Linked DNA regions of Ovis aries: all the other regions are linked to region 2. Evidence: chromatin contacts called from public Hi-C data. All regions are on one chromosome and are shown on one strand. The core of a region is the stretch at or near the end of the contact, and the rest is flanking DNA. Distances in the headings are between cores, read along the strand shown.

The links. Hi-C and Micro-C count contacts between places; a contact is called where the count stands out from the background.
Region 1: a contact with region 2 is called in a Hi-C map of muscle, with 2.4 times the contacts expected there. The contact joins the promoter of SPRTN here to the promoter of TSNAX in region 2. A contact is called at or near these places in 4 of 16 Hi-C or Micro-C datasets (blood, muscle, skin fibroblasts and 1 more).
Region 3: a contact with region 2 is called in a Hi-C map of muscle, with 5 times the contacts expected there. The contact joins the promoter of EGLN1 here to the promoter of TSNAX in region 2. A contact is called at or near these places in 5 of 16 Hi-C or Micro-C datasets (blood, hypothalamus, liver and 2 more).

What each region holds. Positions count from the first base shown.
Region 1 is chr25:3,467,899-3,471,007 of ARS-UI_Ramb_v3.0, reverse strand. SPRTN (SprT-like N-terminal domain) reads right to left here and starts at 1,359. Exons shown (of 6, transcript XM_042241159.2): 1 at 1,247-1,359; 2 at 785-1,068. The coding sequence starts at 1,306. It overlaps EXOC8 (exocyst complex component 8), which reads left to right and starts at 1,447. Exons shown (of 1, transcript XM_012105596.4): 1 at 1,447-3,109. The coding sequence starts at 1,595.
Region 2 is chr25:3,700,525-3,703,834 of ARS-UI_Ramb_v3.0, reverse strand. TSNAX (translin associated factor X) reads right to left here and starts at 1,482. Exons shown (of 5, transcript XM_042241164.1): 1 at 1,346-1,482; 2 at 805-909. The coding sequence starts at 1,361. LOC132658665 (a long non-coding RNA gene) reads left to right here and starts at 1,854. Exons shown (of 2, transcript XR_009598590.1): 1 at 1,854-1,959.
Region 3 is chr25:3,539,985-3,543,081 of ARS-UI_Ramb_v3.0, reverse strand. EGLN1 (egl-9 family hypoxia inducible factor 1) reads left to right here and starts at 1,504. Exons shown (of 5, transcript XM_027962458.2): 1 at 1,504-2,798. The coding sequence starts at 1,893.

The sequences.
Region 1 (3,109 bases), core at 110-2,609, 230 kb after region 2:
TTCTTAGACTTACTTGTTAACTCCGTTCATATACCGGGGTACATTATCTCAAATCAGAATTTCTCAAACCTGGAGTGTCAGAAAAGGATCCTTTTATAGGCATCCCTTTAGATCCCCTGGATCCAGAAATATGGGAACATAAGCCCCTTCCCTACTCAAGACTCCCGAGCTCACTGCTAAGTACACCACACAGTGTGTCCCTGGCACTCTCTCTTGGGGCAGATTCTGGCTGTTTCTCTCATCTGGGTCCTAAAGCACACTCATAAGACAAATCAGAAAAGCGTTAACTCGCTTTTTAGTAACTGTTAAGGGCTTTGGACTGTGCTGTGTGCTTAGTCGCTCAGTTGTGTCCGACTCTGAGACCCCACGGACTGTATGCAGCCCGCCAGGCTCCTCTGTCCATGGGATTCTCCAGGCAAGAATACTGGAATGGATTGCCATGCCCTCCTGCATGGGATCTTCCCGACCTAGGGATCAAACAGGGCTCCCAGGACTTAGGCGGATTCTTTAACGTCTGAGCCACCAAGGAAGCCCTTTCTAGTGAAGTGAGATTCAAAGAAACACACTTTTCTCTCACTGCGCCCCTTACAAGTCAAACCGTCGCGGGATGGGCCACGGGGCTTTCTTAAAGTCGTTTAAAGTGAGAAGGGAAGGGGCTGGAAGGAAGATAATCCCTGTGGGGCCGCCTGCCCCAAATCCAGAGCCCGTGCTAACGCCGCCAAAACCGCGAGGGGAGACAGAAGGGCCGCCGGTGGCCCCGTCCCCAGTAGGGCTCGGGACTCACAGCGTCATCCGCACGCTCCACTTCACCTCGACCGCCTCCAGTTGGCCCCAGAAGAAACGGTCGTTGAACAGAACAAACAGGGCCTGTAAGTCAGGGGTGGGGTCCACCAACTCCCAGGACGCGTCCACCAGCGACAGGGGCTCCTGGGCCGGTTCGCGCTCCGAGACCTGCAAGTTCCACTCCTCCTGAAGCTGTAGTGCCAAAACCAGGTCCTCATCCATAGCTGCCGAGGTCCAGAGCGGGTGACTCCACGTCCCGGGGGGTCTGAGGGCCCGGTCGCGCGCCTAGGAGATACCGGCTTTCTGGTCAGTTCGCCGATCTCGCGAGACTCAGGGAAAACGGGCTCGAGAACGAGAGCTTAGCTTGTCCCAAACGCCGAAGTCAACATTCTGGGCCTTAAAAAAAAGAACTAAGCGTGACACCACCTAGTGGGCTCAAAACTAGGGTGAAGGTTTCAGATACCTGGTTACCGTCTTCACGGGTCGCGAGTAACGTCAAACACCAACGACACACTCCGCCCATGCGTAGCACCTCTTAGTACCTACATCGCTCTGCCCCGCCCTCCACTCACTTCCGGAATAGCTTCTCCAGCGTCGGCGCCCGAGGCCCCTGAAGTTCCTGCGCAGGCGCATCGTCGGCACTCGGCCCCTTGCGCAGGCGCAGTGACTGAAGTTCAGACCCGGGCGCAGGCGTATTCGTCTCTCTTCCGTCCCTTCCTTAGCCCTGGAGTTTGTCCCGGCTGGGTGGGCCTCCACAGCGGCGGCGCCGGCCACGGCGGTAGTGACAGGGGCTGCGTGAGCCCGGGCGGCAATGGCGATGGCGATGTCAGACAGTGGGGCGAGCCGCCTGAGGCGGCAGCTCGAGTCGGGCGGCTTCGAGGCGCGGCTGTACGTGAAGCAGCTCTCACAGCAGTCGGACGGGGACCGGGACTTGCAGGAGCACCGGCAGCGCATCCAGGCGCTGGCGGAGGAGACGGCGCAGAACCTGAAGCGCAACGTCTACCAGAACTACCGGCAGTTCATAGAGACGGCCCGTGAGATCTCCTACCTGGAGAGCGAGATGTATCAGCTCAGCCACCTGCTGACGGAGCAGAAGAGCAGCTTGGAGAGCGTCCCGCTTACCCTGCTGCCGGCTGCCGCTGCCGCGGGCGCCGCCGCCGCCTCTGGAGGGGAGGAGGGAGGAGGTGGCGCGGGAGGCCGCGACCAGCTCCGGGGCCAGACCGGCTTTTTCCCCAGCCCCGGGGGCGCCTCCCGGGACGGTTCTGGGCCAGGCGAGGAAGGAAAGCAGCGAACCCTCACCACCCTGCTTGAGAAAGTGGAAGGCTGCAGGCACCTGCTGGAGACGCCGGGACAGTACCTAGTGTACAATGGTGACCTGGTGGAATACGAAGCGGATCACATGGCCCAGCTCCAGCGGGTGCACGGCTTTCTCATGAACGATTGTTTGCTGGTGGCCACCTGGCTGCCACAGCGGCGGGGAATGTATCGCTACAACGCCCTCTATCCCCTGGATGGTTTGGCTGTGGTCAATGTCAAGGACAACCCACCCATGAAGGACATGTTCAAGCTGTTAATGTTTCCCGAGAGCCGTATTTTTCAGGCAGAAAATGCAAAAATCAAACGGGAGTGGCTGGAAGTGCTGGAGGAAACCAAGAGGGCCCTCAGTGAAAAAAGACGCAGGGAACAGGAGGAGGCAGCGGCCCCTCGAGGGCCACCCCAGGTGACCCCCAAGGCCAGTAACCCGTTTGAGGACGAAGACGACGACGAACCAGCTGTTCCCGAGATAGAAGAAGAGAAGGTGGACCTCTCAATGGAATGGATCCAAGAATTGCCTGAAGACCTGGATGTCTGTATTGCCCAGAGGGACTTTGAAGGTGCCGTTGACCTCCTGGATAAATTGAACCATTACCTAGAAGACAAGCCCAGCCCACCTCCTGTAAAAGAACTAAGGGCGAGAGTGGATGAGCGTGTCCGCCAGCTCACCGAGGTACTAGTTTTTGAACTCTCCCCGGGTCGGTCCCTGAGAGGTGGCCCCAAGGCGACCCGCAGGGCAGTTTCTCAACTAATCCGGCTTGGCCAGTGCACGAAGGCTTGTGAGCTGTTTTTGAGAAACAGGGCGGCAGCTGTGCACGCTGCAATACGCCAGCTTCGCATTGAAGGGGCCACCTTACTCTACATTCATAAGTTGTGCCACGTCTTCTTTACCAGCCTTCTGGAGACGGCCAGGGAATTTGAGACCGACTTTGCAGGCACCGACAGTGGCTGCTACTCTGCCTTTGTCGTCTGGGCGAGGTCAGCCATGGGCATGTTCGTGGATGCTTTCAGC
Region 2 (3,310 bases), core at 233-2,732:
AGTGGCTAGGTCTCTGCAATTTCACTGCAGAGGAACATGGATTCAATCCCAGGTAGGGGAACTAAGATCTTGCCTCCCACACATAGTGTACAAAAAAAATAGGATGCTGGACAGAAGACAAGAGTTACATGAATTTTGTTTTATACTTTGTTTTGCAAAGAGGAATTTTCCCAAGTTAATATACTGAGAAAAGAGAATCTGGGACTAAATATACCCATATAATTTACATGCACTTGAGTACCCACTCTCTGCAAAAAGATATAGTGAAAACAAAAATACAGCATTTCCCTGCTGGTTCAGTGGTTGAGACTTCACCATTCAATGAAGAGGGTGTGAGGTCGATGCCTGGTCGGGGATCCCACATGCCTCATTGTCAAAAAATCAAAACATAAAATAGAAGCAGTTATTATAACAAATTCAACAAAAACTTTTAAAATGTTCCACATCAAAAAAAATCTTAAAAAAAAAATAAATAAATAAGTCTCCAAAAGCCTAGCGGAGAAAACAAAACCAATACACGTTTAAAATTATCCGTACATATATAGCTGATATGTATGCTTGTGTATCAGGTGCACGGTAATTTCCAGTTATGTGGCAGGTCTGATGTTAATTAATGTTTACCTGTGAAACTTAAAAGGGGGAAATAAAGTCAAGACTTTTGTAATCTCAATTTTCATGACAGACCGAGCACCACTGGAAAGCCTCCAGGAAAATACTGAGACTGAAGCATAACATAGTTAAGTGATCCTTTTTACAACCTCTTTCGTTCCTTCCCTTCACCAGTGTTCATGACATAGAACTTACATTTGAAGGCCAACATCACAGGTGAAGATGAATTAACATCCTTCCCTTCTCTTCTCTGGTTATGTGGGAAATTGTCATGCTTCCTTTTCCTGAACCCTCCTGATCCTTACATAGAGAAGGAAAAAAAGGTTGGACAGGGCTCTCCATCGCCAGGACTTGACAACACATAACAGAGGTAAACCCCTTTCTTCCTTAAAACCAGACCTCCCCTGGGCCGTCATCGCAGAGACTTTCTCAGCAAACCGACAAAAAGCAGCACTACCTTCCCCCACCACCTCCCAAACCTTAAGCTCATCCAAACCTCCCACAGTGGGTTCCCTGACCTGGAACAAGGTGGGGCAATTACCGAACTAAGATAAAACTGCCTCGAGGATTAAGGAAAAGAGCTAAATACGGCCAATGTGGCCGGGGAAATCACCAGGGCCGCCGCCCCCCGAGTCTGCGCGGGGAGAAAGCATCTTTCAAGGGTGGGAAGTGGAAAATGCGACAAAAAGGCTGGATTAAATAAATAAATCACGCCCAAAGCTTTTGAGGATGCCACCTTCTTTGCTGCTCATGTCGTCACGGCCTACGGCAAGAAGAGAGGAGACTAAGAGCCTCAGGGCGAGCAGGGTACGCGCGGCGGCGGCCGAAGAGCCCTCAGCGGCGCCCTGTACAGCCGGCCGACGTCAGCGCACTAGCCGGAAGCGCGCACCAGCAACCACTCAGGTTTCTCTCTCCGCCTGAACACACTTCCGGCCGCGTCCCCGCCCCGCCTCCGCTGGCTCTGCCCCGCGCGTGGCCGAGGACCTCGCGCCCGGGCGCTGTTGTCGCAGCTGCCCTCTGTTGTGCCTGAAAACAGAAGCGACCTTACACGCTTTTCCGTATTAGCTGTTCATAAAAAAGACGACCGCATCCCTCTGAGAGTGAGAACAGTGTGAAGGCTGGAGAGCGACGGAAGATGTATACTTTTTTTCTTTTTCTCAAGGCGCCTGTGGAACACCCTCGCGTGCGCCCCCCGCATGGGCCCCTGGCCCCCGCGCGGTGCATAGTGGGGGTTGTAGTTCGCCGCTGAAGGCGGCCCTGCGACGCCGGGGAACCTGCGGGTGAGAAAGGGAGCGTCCACGCGTCTCCTGTGCGATGGTTTTCTTGTTATCGAGACTGAACCTTACAGAGGTAGAAGTCTTTTCCGTTCCTGGCGGTGACGCCAGCAGCTAAAGTGATGAAAATATGCATATCAATCAGTGCAAGACAGTCCTGGTTATTTCTCCCCTGTGTGTCCCCCTCCCGCCTCCCCGTCTCCCCTTTTCCCTCCCTCTTCTTGTGTCCTCCGTTGTGCTCCTCTCCGGAATGCCTGCTTTCGCTGTGGCCCCCGTCGCTGAGTGACGGTGTGACCTTAAGGAAGTAATTCATCTCTAGCTCAATTTCTTCATCTGAGAAATAGGGTTAAATTTGGACCCACCTCGTAGGATTTTTTGACCATTAAATGTGTTACCACTAAGAAGCGCAGAAGAGTTTTTCACATAGTAAAGTCTCAGTTAAAGATTAGCTTTGATACCCTTCTCCCACCGTCGCTTTCCAAAAGGAACATGCGCTACAGCATTCTCTAGGGTAGAACTCAGGCTGAGGCTGGACGGCCTGGGGCTGGTTGGGAAGACACAAGTACTGTATTTTAGTACGTTTCCCCTAAATAACCTCTTTATTGTAGGCACTTTATATACACAGTCTTTCCTCCTTGTTTATTTAGTAACAAAGGAACAGTGATTGAAATGAAATAACTTGGCAGTGATTTCAAGCGCCTGACAGACCTGTATCATAGGAAGGTTTTCTATTCTAGCTAGTCTCTGGGTTCTCTTCAGCTCTGGAGCAAGACGCTTGGGAAACACCACCCATTTCGTCTCTGCAGCTTTGAACACATGTATCAATTAGCCAGATTCCTTGTGGATAAAGTAGGCTCCTGAAGACCTGGACTGAACTGCTTTGCTTATATACTGAACAGCTTTGCTGATGATGTTGGTCGTAAAATTCCGAGTTTGTGTGAAGTCTGATCCTACTGACCCTTATCTACCAGTGGTCTTCTACTTGACCATGACAAAAAAAGGAGAGAGAGAGAGAACTTTCATACAATTGTAATCGTTTTAACGTGACTCCTTCTACATGTGAGGAAGCCAGTTATTTACAACATTATTAGAGTCAGCGCTTACTTGAAGTATATAGTGGGAAAAGGGTATTTTTCCCCACTCCACTGGTATAGCAGTTCACAAGACCTCAACTTTCCAAAACCTGGATCCATCATAATGTCCTTTTCTTTCTCCAACCACCACTCCTGTTCATCTGTTCAAATACAACAGTGTTTCACTGAACTGCTTTTCACTTCTTTCTCATTAGAAACTTAGTTTCTAACCTATAATGTTTCATAACCTATAATGATGCCTCAAAGTATAATACTTAATGGAGGTGAATCCCAGGAATACTTTCCCAGTATTCATTTGCATATGTCATTACCCCAGGTGTTGCAACCATAGCT
Region 3 (3,097 bases), core at 255-2,754, 160 kb after region 2:
CAACGAAAATCTCTGGGGAAAGTTGGATATACATCTGAGATAGATCCAAGTCTTGATTTTTTACAGAGTTGGATTTTTAGTTTGGTTTGGAATTTGAAGCTGTGGACAAAATACTTATTTGAGTATTCCAAACATCAAGCTAATTGGAATTACTGTCCTCTTTCACCAGATTGGATCCCCAATATACTATTTACTTACATGGCAGAATTTAATGACAGTTTTAAGTTCTGTGTAGTTGATCCAGAGTTTTTGGATTCAAACCAGTTTTTCTAAAACTATTCTGTAAAGTGAATTATAATTCCTTATGGTCTTCTGCTTTTAACCTCACACATTTCAGCTCTCGTGTTGTTAATCTCAAGGACTGCTGAAGTTACCTGCAGTCTATTCCAGTGATACACAAGTCTAACAGCATTTCCCACGTTAGCATGTGCTCAGAAAAGACTATAAAAATCTAAATCACAGCACTTTTTCTTCTAAAAATAAATGGCAGGCAGAAAGAAACACCCTTGGCTTATTTCTGGTAAGGTTTTTATGTTCTAGAAAAGAAAGAATTGTATTCATCAGCATAGCACATATTTTAATAACAGATATTTTTAAGAAGTCGTAAATGTAGCAACGCTTATTTGCCACCCCTCCTGCCGCCGCCCCCACCCACGTTTCTGGAGTCGTTGCCGCAGTTTGAGCTTAAGTGCCTGAATGTGGACACTGAAGTGAGCATTGATTATAATTAACTAGGTAGCCAAACATTTTTTCATGCGGTTTTAAACTCGGCAAGATTTCACAGGGCTTAAAAATGGTTAAAAAAAAAAATCACACTTCAGTACCTTTAAATTTGGCTCAAAATGGGCACAGGGGCTTGGGTTGACACCACACAGGTTGACACCACACATTTTTGCTTTTAACCATTCCAGGCCTGCTTGAAATACACCTTGTTTTACACCTTGTTTACAATACACCAAGGAAAAAGGAGCCTTGGAATCTTACAGAATCTGATTCCTGGATTCAGTTTCTGTTCTGCGTGACCTTGGGCAAGTTTCTTTACTTCTCTGAATTTCCGTTTCCTCCGACCCAACACGACGATGGCAACAGCCACCTTGCAACCTAGTCTGGAGCGCGCCTGGAACACACCCAGTTGGTCCCACACAAACAGCAGCCATGTTAAGGCCGCCCAGCTCCGCGGCGACTCCGCGGCCGCGCTCTGCCCAGCAGGTGTAGGCACCGCGCGGGGCGCGGGCCCTGCGGCGGCGGCGCGGCCCCCACCCTTCCGCCGCTCGCGGGCCTGCCGCTCCGCGTCCCCAGCCCGCTTGGGGCGGGGTCGGCGGGGCCGGTGGGGGGCGCCGGAGGCGGCTCTGAGGCCCGGCTGGCCGAGTGCGGGAGCGCGGAGGCGGGCCCGGCGCCGCCCGGGCCCAGGCGCGAACGCGCGGCGGCGGCCCCTTCGGCCCTCCCCTCGCCCTGCCCCGCCCCCCGCCCGCCCGGGTCGGCGCGGGGCCGTGGTGTACGTGCAGAGCGCGCCGAGCGAGTGGCGCCCGCACGCCCTGCGCTGCTCCGCGGGCCGGGCCCGGCCGCCCGGAACGCTGAGGCGGCGGCGGGTCTCGCGCGCCGGGCCCGCGTGCCCGAGCGGTGGTCGCCGTCCGCCGCGCAGGCCGCGCTCCCTCAGCCCGCGGCGGCGATGAGGCGCTGAGGCGGCGGCCGGCGCTGCGCCGCGCGACCGAAGGACGAGGAAGCGGCCGGGCCGAGGGCGCGGGGCGCCGGTCTCCTGCGGCGAGGGGCGGCGGGCGCAGGGCGCAGTGACGGCCCCTGCCGCTCCGCCCGCTCCCCGGCCCCAGGCTAGGCCGTCCGGCCGCCACCCCTCCTGCTCGGCCGCCGCCTCCACTGCCGCCGCCGTCGCCGCCATGGCCAATGACAGCGGCGGGCCCGGCGGGCCGAGCCCGAGCGAGCGAGACCGGCAGTACTGCGAGCTGTGCGGGAAGATGGAGAACCTGCTGCGCTGTAGCCGCTGCCGCAGCTCCTTCTACTGCAGCAAGGAGCACCAGCGCCAGGACTGGAAGAAGCACAAGCTTGTGTGCCAGGTCGGCGAGACCGTTCCTGCCCCCGGAACGGGCCAACAGCAGCAGCCGGGCCCCGCGCCGCCGCCCCGGGCCGCCGGAGCCGGGGAGGCCAGGAAGGCGGCGCCGCGCCGGGATCGAGCCGTCGAGGCCGCGGGCCCGCGGGCCTCCGGAGACGCGGCCAAGGCGAAGGCGAAGGCCAAGCCCACGGCCGAGCCCGCGGCCGCCGCGTCCCCGCCCCGCGCGGCCCCGGGTGGTCAGGGTAGGGTAGCGGCGGCCGCCGAGGCGGAGCCCGCGAAGGAGGAGCCGCTGGCCGGCCGGTTGCTGTACGATGAGAAGGCGAACCTGTACCCGCCAAGTAACGCGCCGGGCGAGGGGCTGAGCCACGGCGGCGGCCTGCGGCCCAACGGGCAGACCAAGCCGCTGCCGGCACTGAAGCTGGCGCTGGAGTACATCGTGCCCTGCATGAACAAGCACGGCATCTGCGTGGTGGACGACTTCCTGGGCAAGGAGACCGGGCAGCAGATCGGCGACGAGGTGCGCGCCCTGCACGACACCGGCAAGTTCACGGACGGGCAGCTGGTCAGCCAGAAGAGCGACTCGTCCAAGGACATCCGAGGCGATAAGATCACCTGGATCGAGGGCAAGGAGCCCGGCTGCGAAACCATCGGGCTGCTTATGAACAACATGGACGACCTGATCCGTCACTGTAACGGGAAGCTGGGCAACTACAAAATCAATGGCCGGACGAAAGTAAGTGTGTGCTATGGGTGGGCGCGGGGCGAGGAACGCGGTTTGTGTGTGTAAAAGGGATTTCCTTCTTGTGCAGCAACCCGTGGAGAAAACGGATATCATCCACCTACTACCGGTTCACGCACTTTGTCTAATTGTCTGGTCTTCTGGCTAAATTTAGGCTCCCCTTGAACGCTGCTGTTTTGTCTCGTCCATTACACTGTTTTAGTCGCTTCAAACGTCGCAGGAGTTGTAGCCGCGCGATGGGGATTATCGGAGTGCAACCCAGAGCAAGTGCTGGGTTCTGCCTCAGGCTGGTG